Regions from separate parts of the Pan troglodytes genome. Here region 1 is linked to region 2. A link is a contact called in public Hi-C data. All regions are on one chromosome and are shown on one strand. The core of a region is the stretch at or near the end of the contact, and the rest is flanking DNA. Distances in the headings are between cores, read along the strand shown. Region 1 holds the start of TMPRSS13 (transmembrane serine protease 13). Region 2 overlaps CD3E (CD3 epsilon subunit of T-cell receptor complex).

Region 1 (3,707 bases), core at 594-3,093, 81 kb after region 2:
GAGAGGCTAAGGAATGTGCTCAAGTCACACAGCAAACAACAGCAGCAGCAATAATCTTAAGATGCCAAGAATCCTGCGAAACACTTCACACGCATCCTTCAAGTGTTCATTCAACAAATATGTATTGAGTGCCTGGCATTGCTTTAGGTTCTGGGGACACAGGAACAAAATAGGCAAAGCTTCCTGCCCTGTGGCTCTAGTATTTGGGGGTTGGGGGGAAAAAGCAGACAAAAATCAATAAATCAGTTACACAGCCTCCTAGAAAGTGAAAAGTGCCGTTCAGAAAAACAAAGCAGCGAAAGGATCGAGAAGGTAGGGGAGGCAGAGTCCTGGCAGTTGGGAACAGGATGGTCAGAGAGGGCTCTCTGTGGTGACATTTGAGCAAAAACTGAAAGGAAGTGACTACTATCGCCCCCCATTTACATTCAAGAAAACGGAAACTTCTAGCTCACAGTGGAAACTGTGCCCCAGCTTAGGGTGTCTTGAGGGAAATCTAACCCAGAGGCCAGAGGCTAGAGGAGAGAACTCTGGAGGGCCCAGGCAGGGACCCTAGAGTTCTCTCATCTTGGCTTATTGTGGGAGCCACTTCCCTGGCTTTCAAAGAGAGCAGAATTCAGCCACAGGCCACATCCCCTTCCTGCCGCATCCACCAGCCCACCATGACAAAGGGGCCCCTCCCATCCATCCTCCTGAGAAGATACCCACCTCCTGTCCTCAGCTCCTCCTCTTCCCTCTCTCCCAGGGAGGAGCCCAGCCCCTCTCTGGCTGCCACTGAGCCCTGGCACGCCCAGGCCATATCTGAGGGCCTCCACTTCATCTCCCAGGCAGGCCACTGGTCTCCAAAGGGCACCCTCAGCCTCCTTCCCTGAAGGTCCCACCAACCTAGGGAAAAAGCTCAGGCTCGGGGGTCTGGGCGAGTTCGGGGGAATGAGAACCCTAACTCTGAGGGGAACTCGCAAGGCCTGGCAGGTTCACCATTGGGAAAATGAGGAGAACACATAGAACCAGAGGAAGTGCCTGGCACAGGGCACGGGGCACTGGGCAGGCTGGGAAGGAACATCAGTTTCACCTCTTGCTCTTTTCCTTGGTTTGCATCAGAGACACAAGTTGGCCTGTCCCAGAGTCCTCGCTGACAAAGCCGTCTGACCCATGTGACATCCCCACCAAGGGCAGTCCAGTTCAGCAAGGATTGACTGCTCAGCACCAGGCCCACGGTGGCTGCTGGGGAGTGAGAGCGGTGGGCAAAGAACAGAAAGGCAGGGGCCCTGCCCTGGGAGAACACACAGTTGATGTGTTGGGGCGGGTGGCCGGGGGGGACGCTGACGAATGAAATTCCTTGCTGGTGGTTTTCCTATTTTCAGAGTGAAGGCGCTGCGGCAGCACAAGACCCGGATGCTTCCCCCACAGAGCTGGACTTAGAGGCCTGCACCGCTTTTGACTTCCCCACCTGACCCTGGCCTGGCCCTTTCCTGCCCCCTCCTCCCGGCCTCCTTTGCTGTCCTCCTGACTGTACAATCCCAGGCTCTCTCTGACTCCCACCCTTTCCTTTGCCTCCTTCTCTCTGGCCTTGGTCCCTGGCTTTCTCCCTTCAGCTCCCTGGTTGCCTTCTGGAAAGACACCTGCCCACCTTTGGCTACTCCACACCCAGAGGCTATTGGCAGCACCTGGGACCCACCTTCTTCTCCCTCAACCCCCCAGGGAGAGTGTAGGCCAGCCATCAGGCCCATTTGTACCCTGGTCATTTCCTACCTGGGTCATTTCCATGTGGAGTGGAGGGAGTTTTACAGAAAAATGTCAGCCATGCAAACAAGCACACATCTCCTGGCAGCTGGCCAGGAGAGTGAGGCGTGAGAAAATCTCACTACTGTTTTGAGACTAAACTCCTAGCTCTCTGCTTCCACGGCTGTTCTAGCTACCACTACCCCAGTACCTTGGGAACTCCTTCCTGAGGCTCCAGCCTGGGAAACAGAGCTCTGGGCCTTCTATTCCCAGCCTTGTTATCTTCCTTGGAGTTCCCACCTCGGGCCCATGTTCCTCCCTCCTGAGCCTATCAGCAGCTTCACCCCTGAATCACCTCCCAACTCCCTGCTTAGAGCCCTTGCCTACCCTTCCCCACTTTGCACCCCGCTTCTGAGCTTCTCCACCACTCTAGGTGGGTTTCCCTCCAGGCCTGAGGGCAGCCAGGAAACCAACTACATACTTAAAGACTCAGTGTGGCAGAGGGGAGACACTGGGGCCACCCTCAAGGGGGTGAGTCACCAGGAGCCACCCGTGGGCCCAGCACACCTAACGCTCCTATGGTCTGTACTGCCCCACCCTGCAAGCCCAGCAGTCTTCCCAGCTGCAGCCCCAGGCAGGTGTCTCCCGCCCCACTTAGCCTTCCAGGGCCGTCCTGGGTCCCTCCAGGCTGTGGTCCTAGCCGTGCCTCTCCCAACTCCAGGCCTGCAGAGGTTGATCGACATTGAGTTCTGTGGACTAGAGGCTGGTTCTCTCTTCCTGCTTTTCCCTTGGGGCTGGACATCAGTGATCCAGGCTGCACAATTTAAGAGCGTGCCCAAATAATCAAGATAAATCATGTTTTAATGAAATATTTTTAAAATCTGCATTAACGGGAAAAGTCCAAGGTGAATAAAATATCAGAATTTTAAGTAAAGACAGGATCAGCTTTCCATCTGGATTTTGTCTCCCCCTTTTATTACTCACATGTTAGCAGGGCCCCATTTTCCCTTGTGATTATTCCTTCTACTTTCTGCGGGATATTGTCCCAGCTGCTCAAAGCATCCAGGCCAACCAAGAGCAAGGAAGGCCTCTTCCCAGGGGGTGAGCTCCCTCTCTGCACAGAGCAGACCTGAGCCCTAGAGAGCTGTTGTCTTCACTGTGAATTTCCACCCTGAGTTCCCTCTTTTTTGTGCCGTATTACTTCATTTTCGGTCTTCCATGAATCTGCATGGCTTACATGTTCTTTGTTGTGGCTGAACAGAAGTCCTCAGAATTAAGCAAACTGGTGCCTGCCTGACCATTTGTTGAACATGGCACTTGCTACCAATCTGTTCTAAGATTTGTTTTTTTAAATTAACAATGCATCAATAATAAGTTAACAATTAAATGAAGGCTGACAAATGTGCACACCTGTGTAACCATTATGACAATCAAAATCTAGAACATCCCCATCACCCCAAAAAGTTTCCTCCCACCTCTTGCAGTCAATTCTCCACCCCATCCCAGCCCCAGACAATCACTGATCTGCTTCCTGTCACTAGAGGTTAATTTTCCCTTTTCTGGAATCTCATCTAAATCTCCCCTAAGATTTAATGCTGAACCCTGAGCGCAGCCCAGCCGCGCCACTGCCTCAGGACTCACATCAGGTGCTAGGTCATCCAGATATGATAAGAGGAGGCCAGATCATGTGGAGAGATTTTTTTTTCAAGCCAAGAGAAAACAGCCCATGAGTCCATACCAAGTCCCTGGTCCCCAGCTAGCCTCTCAGCAGCTCTAAGGGAGGCTCTCAGGGGACTCTGCTGGTGGGGCAACTCTAAGGTTCCCTATTTCCAGCAGATACTGGGCTTCTCCCCTGGATAAAGAGGAAAGAGGAGGGAGAAAGGACTGGGACACCCGAAGGGGAGGCCAGAAGATAAGTGTGGGCAGGAAACCAAAAGACCACCTGATGACTCCCCAGTAGGCCTGTGGTTCAGACAGTCTAGGATCTT
Region 2 (3,536 bases), core at 470-2,969:
GGGTTAATCTGATCAGGTCTGCCTGCACTGCTTGCTTTTGGTCGCTTGCTTTTTGTTATTATATTTTATTTTTTTTTCCTTTTTCCATGAAGCTGAAGGCCGTGGTAGCTGAAGGCCTCGGTAGCTGAAGGCCTCGCCACTGCATGCTGAAACTTAACCTTCACTGGTTACTTTACAGATAACATTCATAGGTCACCCTGGTAATGGTTACTTCAGTTGTTTTTCAGGAATTTGGGCTAGCTCCTGTCCAGTTCAAACAGGATGAGACCACCCACCCTTCAACTGGGCGTGTGCAAGTGCCCCGAAGGGTAGCCTTTGACATCAGAGGGCTAAAAACTCCACCCTCAGGTCACACTAACGCCACCATTTCCTGTACATATGTCCTGTGGAATGCCACAAACCCTGACTACGCTTGCTCAGAATGAATCGCCATTTCATTTCTCCCCACTGCCAATCACCTTTCCCTATGCCTCAGACCACCCCACTTCCCTTAACAGTAAATATCCCTAAGCCTTATCTTTGGGGAGGCGGATTTGAGAGCCGTTCTCCGGCCTCCTTGCTTGGTGGTCTTCTGAATAAATCTTTTCTCTTTTGCAAAATCTGTGTCACAGTGATTGATTTACTGAGATTTACTGAGTGTGGGCAGAACAGACCTGAAGCTGGCCGATAACATGTCTCTTAGAATATTCTAACAGATAGTTTAAAACTGTTACTGTCCTCTGAGTTGGGTCTTTTAGAATTATGTAGTGATCCTCCCTGTCTTAAATTCTATGTTACTCTCTACCTTTCTGTGTCCTTATGTGTTGTGTGTGCATCTTATAAACAGCAAAGAGATGGATTTTTGAAAAATTCTGTATTGTCAGGCTTTCTGTATTAATTGTCAAATTTACCCCATTTAATTTACTTATTGTGACTATTGATATAGTTGGTCTGCTTTCTGCCATCTGTTTTTTCCCTATAGGAATGTGCTTGTTTCTTTTTCTTTCCTTGCCCTTTCTTTTTTCTGGATTAGTTATTTTTATTTTTATTTTTTGGGGGGCGGTCTCACTATGTTACGTAGGCTGGTCTCGAACTCCTGGGCTCAGGTGATCTGCCTGCCTTGGCCTCCCAAAGTGCTGGGATTACAGGCATGAGCCACTGCCCCTAGCTTAGTGATTTTTTTTTCTTATTCCTTTTCTCCCTCTACTGGTTTAGAAATTATAGAAACTATTTTAATCTTTTAGTGGTCATCTTTGTAATTTTTCCATGTGTATTCAATGTAAAAAAGACTAAAAAAATTCAGAGTTAATACTTATAATAGTTATTAGGCAGAATACCCTCCTTGAAAATACAAAAATCCAAATCATCCCCTTCCTGATACATATGCTATTATTGGAGAATATTTCAGTTCTTTTTAAAATTCTATAAAATAGATACTAATATTTGTACTTCATGAAAACTATGTTTGTTTGGATTCACCCATGTGCGTAGTAGCCAGCCTGCAAGACAGCTCCCAGTATCTCCTAGTATTCAGATCCTTGTACAGTCCCCTCCCACACTGCACCAGGGTTGCTCTGTATGACCAGTAAAATATGGCAGAAGTAATGGTACGTCACTTTCAATATGAGGTTATAAAAAGCAACACAGCCTCTTGTGTGCTCTCTCTCTCTCTCTCCCTCCCTCTCGGATTGCTTGTTCTGAGTCAAGCTAGCTGCCATGTCTTAAGGATATTCAGGCACCCCTGTGGAGAGGCCCATGTGGTGGCCTCACTCCAAAAGCCTGCTAAGAAATACAGCCTGCCATGAACCACATAAGTGAGCTTGGAAACAGATCTTCCGGCTTCATGAAAGACCTTGAGCCAGAACCACCCACTGAAGATTCTCCCTGATTCCGTACCCTCAGAAACTGTGTGAAATATCAACCGTTTGCTGTTTTAGGCTGCCGAGTTTGGAAGTAATTTGCTATGCAGCAATAGATAATGAATTTACAACATATGTACTGATTTGTTCACCATTGTTTTTGAACGTTAGTCATCCTTCATGCCATTTTCTCTATTCCTAAAGAACATCTTTCAAAATTTTCTTTAATGAAGATCTGTTTGTTAGAAACTCTGTTTCTGTTTATTTGGAAATGTTTTCATTTCACCTTTGTTGCAAGAGACCCTACGGCGATCCCCAGTCATTCCAGCCTTCTAGTGTTCAATGCTTTGAGTAATCTCTTTCCTTTGAATACTGGCAGGAGCTGCAACATACTTTTAACCAACAGAATGTGGCAAAAGTGGCAAAAGGACAGCTCTCAGATGATGGTGTTATATCATATAAGACTCAATCTTGCAGGCTGGAGCTCGAGAATTTTCTCCCTTGCTGGCTTGAAAAAGCAAGCTGCTATGTCATGAGACAGGCTACGGAGAGAAGCACAGGATAAGGAATTGTGGGAAGCCTCTAGCAGCTGACAGCTGCCCCTGGCCAGAAGCCAGCAAGAAGATGGGAACCTCAGTTCTTCTGCCACAAGGAGATGAATACTGCCAGCAACCTGAGGGAGTCTGGAGACAGATCTTTCCCCAGTCAATTCTCTTATCAGACCACAACCTTAGCCAGCACCTAGACTGTAGCTCGGTATGATGCTGAAGCAGAAAATTCAGCTAAGCTGTGCCAGACCTCTGACCTAAAGAAACCATTACATAATAAACATGTGTTGCTTTAAGCTGCTGGGTCTGTGATCATTTGTTATGCAGCAATAGAAAACTAATACAATCCTATCCTTGAAAGGTAGTTTGGCTATGTACACAATTCTAGGCTGATAATTATTTTTGCTCTGCACTTTTAAGATGTTATTCCACTGCTATCTGGCTTCCATGATTGCTGTTGAGAAGTCTGCTGCTTATATCATCATTCCTTTATAGATGTCCTATCTTTCTTCTCTGCCTCCTTTTATTTTCTTCTTTTTGTGTTTGCTGTTGTGGGTTTCATCACAAGTCTGAAACACAACATAGAACTGATTGTTGTGAGTTTCATCAGACTTGAAAGTCCTTTACCTATAGTTTCATCCTTTTCATCGTTATGAAAAATTCTTATCTCTTCAAATATGGCCTCTCCTCCATTCTCCCCACTTTTCTTTCTGAGACTGTGACTAGAAGCAGGTTAGACATCCTCATTCTATTCTCCATATCACTTAACTGCTCTTTCATATTTTCCACTTCCTTGTTTCTCTATGCTACATTCCAGGTAATTATTTCATATTTGTTTTCCATTTTCTGACTTCCTTTTTAACTGTATTTATTTGCTGCTTAACCCACTCATTTACTTTTGTGTTTCAATGGTCATATTATTAATTTCTAAAGGTTCTATCTGGTTCTTTTTGACATTGCCCGGTCATTTGTGTTAGTCTTTGTTGTTCACTCATTTTGTGTTCTCATCTCTTATTCTTTCAACATTTCTTACATTTATTTTATATTGTGTATCTGATAATTCCAAACTCTTAAATCCTTGGGGGTCAAAATCTACTTTTTGTTTCTGTGCCTCTCAATCACAGTGACTTGTTTTTTCCTGTGTTTGGTA

The links. Hi-C and Micro-C count contacts between places; a contact is called where the count stands out from the background.
Region 1: a contact with region 2 is called in a Hi-C map of induced pluripotent stem cells, with 1.6 times the contacts expected there. The contact joins the promoter of TMPRSS13 here to the enhancer-like site in region 2. A contact is called at or near these places in 4 of 7 Hi-C or Micro-C datasets (blood, induced pluripotent stem cells, a lymphoblastoid cell line and 1 more).

The regions. Positions count from the first base shown.
Region 1 is chr9:119,872,278-119,875,984 of NHGRI_mPanTro3-v2.0_pri, forward strand. It overlaps TMPRSS13 (transmembrane serine protease 13), which reads right to left and starts at 1,844. Exons shown (of 13, transcript XM_063784556.1): 1 at 1,750-1,844. The coding sequence starts at 1,764. The region is part of intron 1 of CD3E (CD3 epsilon subunit of T-cell receptor complex); the gene reads left to right.
Region 2 is chr9:119,791,887-119,795,422 of NHGRI_mPanTro3-v2.0_pri, forward strand. The region is part of intron 1 of CD3E (CD3 epsilon subunit of T-cell receptor complex); the gene reads left to right. All of the region lies in intron 1 of FXYD6 (FXYD domain containing ion transport regulator 6), which reads right to left. Among named protein-coding and RNA genes, the nearest start is that of FXYD2, 23 kb to the left of the region's middle. Within about 2 kb of position 1,720, at least 7 of the 24 cell types and tissues checked have an H3K27ac peak or open chromatin away from gene starts, as enhancers often do. A contact at or near this core is called in induced pluripotent stem cells, where this site is marked.